Regions from separate parts of the Mus musculus genome. Here regions 1 and 2 are each linked to region 3. Evidence: chromatin contacts called from public Hi-C data. All regions are on one chromosome and are shown on one strand. Each heading gives the region's core, a stretch centred on a gene start, on an enhancer-like site or on the middle of the called end of the contact. The rest is flanking DNA. Distances are from core to core; before and after follow the strand shown.

The links. Hi-C and Micro-C count contacts between places; a contact is called where the count stands out from the background.
Region 1: a contact with region 3 is called in a Hi-C map of cortical neurons, with 2.3 times the contacts expected there. The contact joins the enhancer-like site here to the promoter of Gpr22 in region 3. A contact is called at or near these places in 1 of 39 promoter capture datasets (hippocampal neurons), 3 of 484 Hi-C or Micro-C datasets (cerebral cortex, cortical neurons and nephron progenitors), 1 of 115 datasets of contacts at active chromatin or transcription factors (embryonic stem cells) and 1 of 9 other capture datasets (liver).
Region 2: a contact with region 3 is called in a Hi-C map of cortical neurons, with 2.1 times the contacts expected there. The contact joins the enhancer-like site here to the promoter of Gpr22 in region 3. A contact is called at or near these places in 1 of 39 promoter capture datasets (macrophages), 2 of 484 Hi-C or Micro-C datasets (cortical neurons and nephron progenitors), 3 of 115 datasets of contacts at active chromatin or transcription factors (embryonic stem cells and neural progenitor cells) and 3 of 9 other capture datasets (adipose tissue, liver and pancreatic islet).

What each region holds. Positions count from the first base shown.
Region 1 is chr12:31,770,178-31,775,049 of GRCm38.p6, reverse strand. All of the region lies in intron 7 of Cog5 (component of oligomeric golgi complex 5), which reads right to left. Among named protein-coding and RNA genes, the nearest start is that of Gpr22, 59 kb to the right of the region's middle. Within about 2 kb of position 1,404, at least 15 of the 459 cell types and tissues checked have an H3K27ac peak or open chromatin away from gene starts, as enhancers often do. A contact at or near this core is called in cortical neurons and hippocampal neurons, where this site is marked.
Region 2 is chr12:31,754,467-31,759,142 of GRCm38.p6, reverse strand. All of the region lies in intron 6 of Cog5 (component of oligomeric golgi complex 5), which reads right to left. Among named protein-coding and RNA genes, the nearest start is that of Gpr22, 43 kb to the right of the region's middle. Within about 2 kb of position 2,557, at least 27 of the 459 cell types and tissues checked have an H3K27ac peak or open chromatin away from gene starts, as enhancers often do. A contact at or near this core is called in cortical neurons, where this site is marked.
Region 3 is chr12:31,712,581-31,717,072 of GRCm38.p6, reverse strand. It overlaps Gpr22 (G protein-coupled receptor 22), which reads left to right and starts at 3,190. Exons shown (of 3, transcript NM_175191.5): 1 at 3,190-3,573. The region is part of intron 6 of Cog5 (component of oligomeric golgi complex 5); the gene reads right to left.

The DNA.
Region 1 (4,872 bases), core at 155-2,654, 60 kb before region 3:
ATCAAACTTGTAAGCTAGAAAGACATGCAGTGTTAACAGTACTGGCTATATTACATTGAAGACCTAGTTTATATCCAGGCATCCAAGAAAAAAGCTAGGCACAGCCATCCACACCCACGCCTATGAAGGGTGAAGGCAGGTAGAGTGCTGAAGCCTGGGGCCAGAAGCACAGGGCCATGGACAGTGAGGCCAGGCTCTAAAACTAAGGAGGAGAGAGTAACAAGGCGGGATACCTAGCAAACACAACTCTTCTTGAAAGAGCAATAGAAAGCAAAAAAAATCCTTAAAAAAGAACTACTCTATCATCTAGTGATTTCACTCCCACATATGCATTCAATGAGATAAAATCACTATAAATACAAAATTATGTGCAAATTTTATTTATTACTAGTCACAATAACAACAGTATTGAAAACAATTTAGGCACCTACCAGTAGACAAGTGAATAAACCGTGGCACATATAACACAAACCTACTCAGCCGTCAAGCGGATAGAGCACCATTGGCAGTGTTTAACCAAGCAAACACTGAAGGCAGACTCTACATGCACAGGCTCACTCATTCGTGTGAGCTGAAAAGTCCACTCTCAGAACCTAAGGGAATAGTGGTCACCAAAACTAGGAATCAAAGGAGAAAGATGGTCACAAATAATGTTTAAAAGGACATCACAATATGTTCATCAGGTCCCATGTAAGAGAGGAGAACATGTTTTAAAGTTGCCTGCTGAAGTATATTGTTTCTATGTTTAGTATATATGCTACTGTGTTTAACACTTCCAGCAATTTATTTTAAGAGCTTAAGAAACTGGTTAACTCTGAGAATTTATTCAAGACAAATACCAGACTTTTCAGTCACAAAGTAAGCAGAGAGCCTGAGTGCACACTGTGAGCCCTGCAATTGTTCTCTGATGGCCTATAGTCCTACACAGTTGTGTTCAGAACCCTGACTGGGGGGCACTCTTACAGGACTGTTGTTTGAAAACTGATACCCACCAGGACCCCAGACTTAACCAAGGAGGTTCCTGCCTTGGGGATACAGGGCAAGTGTGAGGCTGTTCAGTTGTGGTCTCTAGGACCAGGTCCTAGGCCCTGAAAGAACTGAGTACAGATGATGACCTCTGAAGACACAAACATTATCTTCCTTCACCCTCCCAGAGCCTCCACCAGCCCTGTGCTTGTTTGCTGGGAAAGCTTGTAATTCACAAGTTAAACCCATCTTGCTAATTAAAATGTCATCGTTTCCCTGTGGGGGCCGGGTATCTATGGTGATGCAGGAACTCATCCAGATCAAAATCTCCATCACCTATTTTTGAAAGCTAGTTTTAAAGCTTGAAGTAATGGAGCCTGCTGAAATACTATTTTCTCTCTGAGGGTCAACAGCAGAGAATAAAAGATTGAAGATGGCTGGCAGATCTTCCCCACATCTGAGACGGAGACTTCTATGCAGTTTTGCCCTAATACTGAGATCTATCACACACCACCGCACAGAAAGCATGCCAGTCCTTCCCAAGTTTTTGTCAAGTATCAGTAATACCACTATAAATCACTTGCATATAGAATTACGTCTTTACTGTAAGGCTTATTCATGTGAAATAAAACTGCTGACTTTGGAAGTTTACTTACATATGTTTATGGGGTTTTTTTATACACAGAGAGACATAACAGTTTCTATGTACCTACAAGATTTATGATTTTGAAAATAGAAATGGTATGGTAATGATTTAGTAAGCTAGCAGGCTATATCAACCTAAACATGGATAATGTACAATTGACTAAAGAAAAACAAAAAGAAAGATCAAATTGTTTATGTACATTTTCTAAAAAAATAAGTTTTAAAAGAAAATATAACATGGTCCCAGACCGTATGAGGACCCTAGACCTTAGCACAACTGACTCCACAATTGAAGTGCCATTCAGGCTGTAACACTAAGCACAAAGGTAACACCATCTGTCAAAAATGACAATAAAGACCTAACCCATTATCCTAAAAGGAAGGTAGGCTAGATGCCAGGTAAGGTCACTGAAATGGTCACCTGCATTGTTTCAAGTATACACTGCAATGATCTTGAAACTACGAATAGTAAAAACCAGTCATGGAGTGCTTGCTTCTTTTGCAGATCACCCTAGTTTGGATCTCAGAATCCATGTTAAACAATTATCAACCACGTGTAACTCTAGCTCCAGGGAATTAAACAACCTCTCCTGCCCCATGTCCCATGACCTAAATGTATGCATGTGTGTGAGTGAGCGTGTGTGCGTGCACACTCGTACACACCCCCCACACCCCAGAGTCATCACACTCATCTTTTCCTGCATTTTGTAGCCGTTACAGGTATGCTGTTCACATATGAAACTTGACAATCACCTAATACCAGAAGTAATGTAAAGAGCCAAATCCTAAGTGATTGACACGTCATAGGTTATGCTACCTCCATCATAAATACTGCCTTCTGCTGCTGTATCAGGGGCCACAGCCTTAGACAGTCTGCAGTTAAATTAGCTTGGCAGTGCTCCAGTAAAATGTATGTACAAAAGCACACGGTGAACCACAATTCTCCCATCAGTTACTCTGAATGATCGTCCTCTCAGCTTTTACTCTCTGCTTTCTATCACCGTCTGGACTTCCTTTAATATCCATGCTGCCTGCTGTCAGCATGCTCTCATCAGCTCCACTTAGCACCCAGAATTTTCCAATGGTCTTGCTTCTAAGAAATCCTGTATCCTCCCTCCATATGATTTTATCATTTTTCCCTATCTCCAGGTTAAGCTTAGTATGATAGCCTTTGGTTCCCTGCACACACCAGATTTATTTGGTCTGCATTTAATTCTTAGTAGTCCTTTTTCAGTACGTTTGGTGTTCTAAGTCATCTGCTTTTTTTGTTGTTGTTTTGTGTTTATTCTGTAATCTCTAGTGTTTCTCTTGACCACTCACTAGGAAGACATATCTGATTCTTCGACCAGTGTTTAGGACCTCTGTTTTAGGGTTACAGCCACACACTTAAGCAAATTAAAAAAGAAAAAGAAAAGAAAACAGTGGTTGGAGAGACAACTCAGTGAATCAGAGAACTGGCTGCTCTTCTAAAGGAGCCACAGTTGATGGTCAGAACCTACATGGCAGTTCACAATCATCTGTAACTCCAGTTTCAGGGGATCTGCACCTTCTTCTGACATCCAAGGCAATGAATGTGGTATACAGACATATATACAGGCAAAATACCCAAAAATCATAAAATAAAATTAAAAAAAAATTTTTTTAAATGAGCTTAAGAGATAGCTTAGTGGCTAAAAGCATGTACACTACAACTTGGGAGGGTCCTGAGTTCAACTCCTGTCACCCATATCAAGTAGCTCAACACTACAAGTAACTCCAGCCCTAGGTGCTCTGATGCCCATTTCTTACCTGCTCTCATATGTGTATGCTCCTACACATACTGTATTAGTCAGGGCTCTCTAGAGTAGCAGACTATATAGAAAGACTCTCTCTCTACTTATAGAAAGGAGATTTATCAGAATAACTTGTGAGCTGTGGCCCAGCTAATCCAAAAGTGGCTGGTTGAGAACAGAAAGTCCAAAAATCTAGTAGTTGCTCACTCCTCAGGGTTGGATGTCTCTGCTGGTCTTCCATATATGCTGGAATCCTAAAGAAGTAGGCTCTCCTGCCAGTGGAGGGATAGACTTGCTAAGGAGGTAAGAGGAAACAGACAAAGAGCAAAAGCTTCCTTCTTCCATGTCTTTACATAGCTGCCAGCAGAAGCTATGACCCAAATTAAAGACACGTCTTCCTCTCTCAAAGATCTGACTTAGAAGTGAATCTTTCTACTTCAAATTAAGCAAAAATTGTCTCATAGGTGTGCCGTACATTTTTGGAGTCTTAGTTAATTCCATATGTAGTGAAGTTAACACACAGAGTAACATTCACAAAGGCAAAATGCATTTAAAAGTAATTTTAAAAATTAAAAAGAAAAACCTAGTGCTCTTGATTAAAATACATATATTTATGGTGAACTGACTTAGTTGAGGTCCACTAAGAACTAGAACTGTATCTTTTCTGTCTTTCTTTTTTCTGAATTGCTCAGTAAAATATTTATCAAATAAGTAATCTAATAACATAGTAGATTGCAGTATTTAAAGGACTGTTGTATAATACTCCTTAGACGGATAGTTAAGAAATTCCGCATTAACCTTAAGTATAGGCTGATTTTTTATAGACCTTTTCTAATTACTTGTTTGGTTAGCCTACAGAGCTGCAGGTCTTCTTGCTGCTTCTGTTTCTGTTCTGCTCACTCCTCTCTTGCTGATCTCCTTTCTTCCCAGTGAGTTTCCACTTCTGCTCTCCCAGCATACTCCACGCTAGTACCCTCTGTCCCTTCCCTTCCCCTTCCCTTCCCCTTCCCTTCCCCTTCCCTTCCCCTTCCCTTCCCTTCCCTTCCCTTCCCTTCCCTTCCCTTCTCTCTTTTCTCTCTTCTCTCTCTCTCTCTTTCTTCCCCTTCCCCTTCCCCTTCCCCTTCCCCTTCCCTTCCCCTTCCCTTCCCCTTCCCTTCCCCTTCCCTTCCCTTTCCCTTCCCTTCCCTTCCCTTCCCTTCCCTTCCCTTCCCTTCCCTTCTCTCTTTTCTCTCTTCTCTCTCTCTCTCTTTCTTTCTTTTTGTTTTGTTTTGTTTTGTTTTTCAAGACAGGGTTTCTCTGTATAGCCCTGGCTATCCTGGAACTCACTCTGTAGACCAGGATGGCCTTGAACTCAGAAATCTGCCTGCTTCTGCCTCCCGAGTGCTGGGATTAAAGGCGTGCGCCACCACGCCCAGCCTGTTCTTTCTTAATTGATTTTTTTTAATTTATTTATTTATTATATGTAAGTATACTGTAGCTGTCTTCAGAC
Region 2 (4,676 bases), core at 1,308-3,807, 43 kb before region 3:
GTTCTTTTTCTTTTCTGTTTCCTCACCCCCAACTCCCAAGGCAGGGTTTCTCTTTGTAACAGCCCTAGCTATCCTAGAACTCTGCAGACCAGGCTGGTTTGAAACTCAGAGACCTGCTCTGCTTGCTGAGTGCTGGGATGAAAGGCATGTGCTGCCAAGCTTGGACACAGTGTGTTCTTTTTGGAGATGTAGATCCAAAAGTGCATAATAAGGCTTACCACAACAAATGATTACTGGAAATACCTTCAAATCATTTGAACTTAAGTGTGTCCGAAACTTACTAGGTAATTACAGACAAATGATACACTCGTTTAGCTTTAAAGAGTTTTGGATGCAAACTGGCAACAATACATAATTCATGCCTTAAATGCTCTGTGGACTACCATCAGAATCAAAACATAGGAGTGAAAGTCAAACTATGTCACATACCGTTCTGTTCGGCGGAGTTAGTATAAACTGCAATACTCAGGGAATCAAAACAAAATCTCTCCTTTGTTTACTTGACAGGTGCTGAATGTGTATCCCAGAGTCTTCCACACACATTCCTAAGCATCTATCATTGAGCTACATCCATAGTCCTAAAAGTTTTCACTTAAATTTTAATTTTCTGAGAATTTTGAAGAAAAGCTTTAGGTTCAAAAGACAGACAATATTACTTCTCCAATTTGTTATCTAAAAATATAAGCATAAAAATCCTACCACGGAACGAATTTAGCCAAGTTAGGATAATGATAGCAGTAAATGCTAACATTCTAAATTTAGTAAGGAAGTAAACAGCTAAACACTTATGAAATGTCAGATTTTATAACTGTAGGTTGAGAGTGCAGGGAAACCAGAGAACTGGACCACTCCATGAGTAAAAAGAACTCAGGCTTGGGGTTAAACTGCTGAGCTGTCTGTGGGGTGGAGGTTAAAGTGGTAGAAACGGGAGCAGATTCTCTGACTTGAGGATGGAGTCTTTGAGCTGATACAGCACGGTCACAGGGGGCTACTTCTAGATATAACAGAAATAGGCAGCACTGCTAACACTCTGACTACTAGGCAGTACTAAATGAAACAGAATTTACACCAGTACATGCTGAATTTCCTCCACTGGCATAATATACAAGATTAAGTTGATCTACTTGAGTTTAATGTATTTTTAGCATCTCCTTAGAAGGGAAATTTGATGAAATGAGTGCTATTACTGGGAATCTACCTTTATTTAAATTGTGAAGATTAATAAATTACAAAAAAAAATCCAACCAAAGCCCAGACACACATATTAAGAGCATAAATAGTAATAATGAACATAAAGGCTTTATTTTAAATAATATCCAGTTTGCTAAATATTTTAAGGTACTAAGAAATGAATTCTGCCTTCTTCCACCATTGTCAGGTTTCAAGGATTGCTGCTTGTGTTTTCTCACTGGTTCCCTAATTTCTTTGTATTCTTTAGCTTTCAATCTGAAGTAGAATTCAAGAAAAAAATATAAAGGTAAGGTAAGTGGACTAAAAAAACCCTATACTTTCAATCAGTGATTTTGTAACTGTTGGTAAATAATATTAAAAAGGAAAAAGTGAATATAACTGGGTATAAAGTATTTATTACAATGTTAATTATGAAATTTACATACATATGCACCATGTACAAGTGAAATGTACATGCATATTTGCAAATACATATGTGAACATTTTAAAGTAAAAGCAATTTGGAGTTATCATAAAAATGTTCCAAACAAGTATCTTTATGGCCAAAATATTGCATTTGGATATATTTAACATGTGCTTGTGTGTGAGTATATTAGTGAACACGTACAGAAATGCTCCTGTAGCATTATTGAGAACAAAACTGAAAGCCTACACCATCAACATAACAAATACATAAAAGCATAATATCGCCATTTAAAAACAGTACTATGGACAAAACATTTGCTTAAAAATAAAACATTCCTTATAGGGCCTTAAATAAAGATTTCAAAGAATACATACATCAAGGATTGGTTGAGAGTCTGCACAAGTTAACAATATATTATTTGACACGTGAGCATCTCAAAAGAAACAGATGGATAACATAATGTGTTTCTAGTAAGACATTCATAAATTTGGTAGGCAGTTTTAAATGTTACACATTCAAAAACATAAAAAAGTGTTTTGGCATTTTAATACTTTTCCTTTAAGTATTATAACTTTATTAGATAAGTACACTCAAGTTATTAGAACTTAATTTCAAATGTTCAAAAACCAAAGGCTGAATCCATTCAGCCAAGACGTAGATAAGAGCAGCACACCTAGAGGAAGGTGTGCAGGCCCAGCTGGCATCCTCCGAGTCCCTCACACTGTAGAAGGGGAGTCTATCTTCCAAAGGAAGGTGCAATGCAAAGGGTATTAACTGCCAACAAGATAAAGCCTTTATAAATACCAAGCTCATCAAGAAATGTTCTGAGGTCTCAGAACTAGTTTAAAAAAGAAAATAAAAAAGAAATTACATAACACCATGATACAGAGGCAAGCACTGAGAAGAGAATAGGGGGATTTGCACGGGTATGACTGAATCCCCAACACTCTCAACCAGCACCAAAATAGCACAGAGCCTCCCCTGGGTGTTTATGTGAGAAAAAAGCAGAGGAATAAAAACTGACACAGAGACTGGGCAGCTGGCTATAGTCACCAATCAACAAAAGTCGCTTCCTCCCACACATTTACTTTTCAAAGAGCATCATTCAAATGCATGCCTCAGAAAAAGCACAAGCAATCTTCAGATGATCTGAAATACATACAATATATGTATTTCTCTTCTACAGTGAACCTCTTTTAAAAAACAAAACAAACAAAACAAACAAAAAACCCATACCTGTCTAGTCAGGATTTCTATTGCTGCAGCAAAACACCATGACAAAAATTAAAAAAAAAAAAAAAAAACCAAGCTGGGGAGGAAAGGGTTTTATTCAGCTTACACTTCCTCCTTGCTGTTTATCATCAAAGGAAGTCAGACAGGAACTCAAACAGTACAAGAACCTGAAAGCATGAGCTGATGCAGAGGCTATGGAGGGGTGCTATTTACTGGTTTGCTTCTCATGGCTTACTTAGTCTGCTTTCTTACAGAACTACCAGCCCAGGGATGGCACCACCCACAATGAGCTGGGCCATCCCCCACTGATTGAAGCTGGATCTCACACAGGCATTTCCTAATTGAGGCTTCTTCCTCTCTGATGACTCTTGTTTGTGTCAATTTAACACACAAAACCAACCAATACCTGTGTGTTATTTTGTTGTTTATTTACAGCTACACATATTTACTTTTGATGGTGGTTTTAGTTGAAGACTGAACCTAAAGACTCAGCATGCATTTCACCACTGAACTATGTCTCCATTTTCATACATAAAATGTTAAGGATCTAGAATTGCTTCTGTCAAAAAGTTACAAAGATGAAATTGTTTGTTTCACAGAGGATGTACCAAAGCAAAACCCATTCAAAGAAGCATTTTAAGCTATTTGATATAAATTATCAAACAACTTACACTTTGACAAATTACCTAAGTAGCCTAAAACAAACAAACAAACAAACAAACAAACAAAAAACCAACCCAACCTATCATACTGAACTAGGAATTAGAATATCTGGACTGTGATACCAGTTGACTACATGACCATAGGAAACTCATTACCCTTTCTGAGACTCTAAGGTAAAGAATAAATCACCTATGTTCATAAGATGGCTTGATGGCTATTGAGATATATGAAGTATACTTCCTAACTCTAAAAACTGCATCGGTGCTGGGGAGATAACTCAGAGGGTGAAGCACCTACACAGGCACGGGGACCTGAATTCAAATCCTTCAGACCTTGTACGTAAAGCTGAAGCCAGGAGCACACATCTGTAACCCCAACACTCTTTCACAGGGAGACAGGAAACAGAGACAGCCGGATCCCCAGAAATTCACAGCTCAACTAGATTGTAAAGGAATTTTCTTTAAAAAAAAAAAAAAAAAAAGATACTGTCTCAAACAAGTTGGAAAGTAAGGGCCAACAACCAAGGTTATCCTGTGACCCTCCATATACATACATCATTGATATGAACAAAGATTTAAAAAATACACCAAAGCAAAATATTATTTTAAAATAGGGTGTTAGTTGCTACCTCTTGGCCTTCTAATGAAATTTAGGAGAAATGGGATGCTGGAGAAGGGCTTCAGGTTAAATTTTGTACTTTTCCAGTTAATTCTTAATTGATATGACCACATAAACTATGCATAGAATAGCCTGAGGCTTAGTAAACCCTCTCTGAATCATCATATTTCAAGTCTAAAACACTTCTCAGGGAATGTTTGATCTCCCCGTTCTTCAAAGCTTTAGAGAAACGTAGCATTGAAAGCCTATTCTTTTCTCTCTGTCTCACCCAGGGTGAAGGATAAATCCTTTCCATTAAAATGGGTGATAGCTTTCTTTCCTGCATCTTACCATATCTGCTCTTGGCTAGCACCTACTCCATATATGTCATGCAAAGGAAGCCAGAGCCAACAGAAATACACTGTATCACCATCTGTTCTCTGAACAGACTTTCTCCTTTTTTCCTGATTTTCTAATAACCATGTTACTCATGTGACATAATTTAAAAACATGGACTTATATAAAAATCTTTTTCCCTTTTTAGCAACTTTATTTGGTGGTTCTACCAGCCATGCCAGAAAGAGCA
Region 3 (4,492 bases), core at 1,941-4,440:
ATGGTCCATTTTTATTTTCCTGACAGAGAATCTGTTGTATAAGAAATTTCAAGTTGAGAAGCCAAATGAAAACTTCTTCCCTGAGTCCCAGTGTCATAAATAGTGTTAACCATGTTAAGTATTCTTCGGAAAAGCACTCTTTCTGAAGCTTAAAGAGTGATTTTCCACAGTTAGAAATTATCTTTACATTTATGCTTTTCTCCCAAATATTTTCAGATAGTTAATTAAAATATTTCATAAATTAAAATTTTTATTTATAAACTCATCAAAAGTATATTATCAGAACTGGCCACAAACTTTTAGGAATTAAAACAGATATATAATAAAAGTATTTATAACTAAAGGGAAAATATAACTTCTAAAAAACAATTTTGAACTGTACTTCAGGGTTAGATTCACATATGCTGCTCAGTTATCATTGGAAAAAGCAAATTATATTTCCAGTTTATAAGGTAAAAAAAATTAACCTATGAAGTTATTTTGTAACGTAAAATTTTATTTAAATCACCAGTTGCAGCAGTTTTCAAAAATTAGTATCTTATCTGAACACTGGAATTAAGTGTACAGTGTAAAAGAAACTGTTACCATGGAAACAGAATCTTCATAAATTCTAACATATGTAATTTTTCATAAAAATAATGTAATCTATTTTCTCTCCAGACAGAGTTTCTCTGTGAAGCCCTGACTGTGCTGGAACTCACATTGTAGATGACACTGGCCTCAAACTCAGAGATCCACCTGCCTTTGCTTCCTGAGTGCTAGGATTAAAGGCGTGTGCCATGATACCCAGTTTTTTAATCCAATTCTTAATCTAGTGTTTATTACTATTATTATTACATTATTTGTTAAGACCAGAGGACTTTAAAATTACCTTGTGAAAATTTTAGCAACATACAAGTTCTAAACTCATTTGTGAATTTAATAAAGCAAAACCATTAGACTAAGTATTGTATTTTAAAAACTGCTATTTGTGGTTTCTCATGTGTCTTCAATCATAACTCAGTTACACAGGGAATGCACAGAAATGTCCAGGCTTGAGCTTTTTTCTACAATTACTACTTACATAAAATTCAGATATAGTTTCTCAAAATAACCTTTCTGTAACTTAGAAAAGTCATCTCATTTAGTCACAAATATTTTTCAACAACAGCTATACTGTTACTTAAATTACAAAATGTGTATCGCTAATAAGTAGAGCGTGAACTCAGATCAAACAGTGTTACAATCATAGGCCTTTTGGCCCACTAGCTCAAAAAGTAGGCTCCCAGGGCTATAATAGACTGATACAACAAACCCACACTTTGGGAAATCAATAGATTTCTCTTAGTCTTTATGTCTTCTTCTTGATCAAGATTTTTTCACAATAAGCCTAAGCACTTAACTCTCTAACAGAAGAACACTATATAGATTATTATATTAATAATTTCAATATTCTAATCATTCAACTAAATGATGGTAAGATGTTCCCTCTGAATGTAGTTTTTAGTTTAAAATAACATTTTTGTATCATCTGCCTTAAACATATCTGTCATGCTAGCAAGATCTTCCTCTATAACTTTGAAAATGCATGAGTAATAAGTAGCCGAACTTTTTCATTTTTATCATTACCAAACCTTATGACACAAAGCTATGCAAGATTTTTTTCAAAACTCACAACAAAATGTCCATATTACTTTCAATTTCTAAAGAATGCAATTCAAACCCATGTACTCATCAGCTATTCCCCAATAAAACTTCAATACTAGCCATAAAAGATTTAAACAGTGCATATTACTTTTCAAAATTATAAAAAAATTAATTCTAGTGACAAATTTTTAAAAATCTAGGATACAACACTTTGAAAACTCAACACTATTCCTAAAACTGGAAATAAGTCATGATTAATATGCTAATAACATAGCCATCAGTACCATGTTCCTTTTTGGCTCAATGGGTAATTAGTCTTTTAAAAATGTGTATTTCGTTCTGGCTCATTGATTCCCAATGCCAAACATTAAGAAAATAGTCTAATGTCTGAGTTCCTGCCCCAGAATCCAAGTGATGGAAAGAAAGAACCAATTCCTACAAGGTGTCCTCTGACCATGATATGTGCATCAGGGCAGATGCACACACATATATACAGAAATGTAATCTAAAAAATAATCTGGCTACTACATATTTTTCCGCCTAAAAAGATATGTACCTCACTAACAAGAACAGAAATGTATTTTAAATTACTAACAATTGATAGAAATTTAATTTTAAATTAATGTTTTATTTTTATCATTCCTTTGTTACTTTTAACACTCATCTTAAATAGTTTAGCTTTATAGCCTATGAGAATACATACATTTTCTTTACCACATATATTTGCCAGCAGCATCAGTAATCACCATATACAATATTTAAGAAAGATCAATCCACCAAGAAATGTGCCCATGTTACAAACAGAAATAGCCCAGTGAGATAAAATATTAATAGAAAATGATCAGTACACACATATACATAAAAATATCAGCACAAGTGAGGACTAAGATTACCATGTCCACATACTCTACCATTATGCAAGCAATGGAATAGCTACAAATGTTTTGTGATATAATCCCCTTTAGTCTATGTGATCAGTAACATGAACTAATGAATGAAATGAAGAAATATCTGAGTGAATGAACACTGAAGTCAGTAAGTAACATAAAATAATTACAATTTAAAATACAAAGAAATGACTTGGATACAAACAAACTAGTTGAAATCAAACCTGGTTCACTGTGAAGATGCAGGGCTTTCTATCTGTAGAACAAAGAACCTCAACCCAAAGCAGACACAGCTACTAACAGTCCAGTTACCCAGACTTAAAATATATTATTTTTACGATGTAACCTCCTCGACACACACATACACGAAACAAAAGCAGAAACACAACAAAAAAGAAAAAAACTATGTTCTTAATGTTTGGCATTGGGAATCAATAAGCCAGAACCAAATACACATTTTTAAAAGACTAATTTACTCATATTCTATTTAAGAGCAACAAACAACCAGTTAAAAAAACTTAGGCTTTTAAAACAGCATCCTTATATAAAGCCATTGGGGAGGGGGGGGAACACCCCTGCCATACATATGAAGCAGTTTAAGCCAATACAACTGGCCAATCAAAATTAGTGAATGCACTGCATCTCTCTGCAGTGGGGAGAAGCGACAAGGTAGGCTGTCACTCTGCAAAAGCTGCTCGGAGCAGGCTTCCCTCTCCAGAGCAGTGCCCTTCCTTTTCAGAAAGCCTGGATCCGAATGCTGTCTCAGGAGACAAGAAGCCTTCAGTATGCTAAATTACTTTCATTACGCATTTTCAGATGCTTATTGACTCCACAGTAGGAAGAGTGAGAGGCTGCTGCAGCCGAAGCAGCACTACATATTCTATACATTAGCAGGGCTGCTGAAACAATGGCACAGTAGATACATTTCCATTAAGGTCGCTTGGAAGAGATTTTTATAACCCTTTTCCCCCAGCCCTTGTACTTTCAAATCAACAGAATGAATCAATCAAAACTGGAAATGCTTCAACTACATCAGGAACTCGTCAGCTCTTTAGCAGAGGTAAGATGTGTTCCTTATTATAGTATATAGGTGCTTTTGAAACAGCACAGTGGAATAAAATTACTTTGGAATTTTTAGCCTAAATTTTTAAGAGTTTGATTGTTTTCCTTCTACTTATTGGTAAATAGGTAATTTTTAAATTGGTTTCTTTTAACACATGATGTATTTTAATGTAATTTTTAGGGTGCACTGTTAAAAAAAACCATTCTGTTCTGTTCTCTACAATGAACTCCAAAAACAGCAGCTCTTAAGTCTCTTCGGATATACCAAATATTCTTAATGTCAATAATACAGCCTTTCTCAAGTGCTAAAAGAACATTCATATTTCTTATAAGAAGCTAGTTGACTCTCTGGCTGTTTTATGTTAAGATTATAATTAGGCATGCTTACTGAAAATTATTTAATATGCAGTTAAGATTTTTTTTTACTACCATTTACATTTCACCCACATGAGCAATTCATCAAAAGAAATTTATAGTGTCTTATCACAGAATCTGGTTTAATGAGTTAAAGTTCAAGCTATGTGCTAATAATTAAACAAGCTGCAATATTTCCCAGCATGCGGGAAATGTTAAATTTATTACCCAGGGGGACGTGGTAGTATGTTTACTGAATACTAACTGTTCATAATCTCTGAACATTCAAAATCGCTTCTAAGAGAGAAGAGGAATATTTCAGAATTACAGTTTTTCTCATGTTTATATTTCAATGCTAATTCTGCGGCTCAATCAGGTAACATAGTATTATTTCTATTTTGAAAAGGAGATTTTATTTGAAGAAGCTTCATTTTATGACTATAGCTATGCCTACAGCAATACAGTTTGCTTATTTTGAGAACAAATGCTACATGGATTAATTTCTCTAACCAAAGTAACTTGTGATTAATTCAAAATTATTAGGATACCTAGTCCTTAATCAT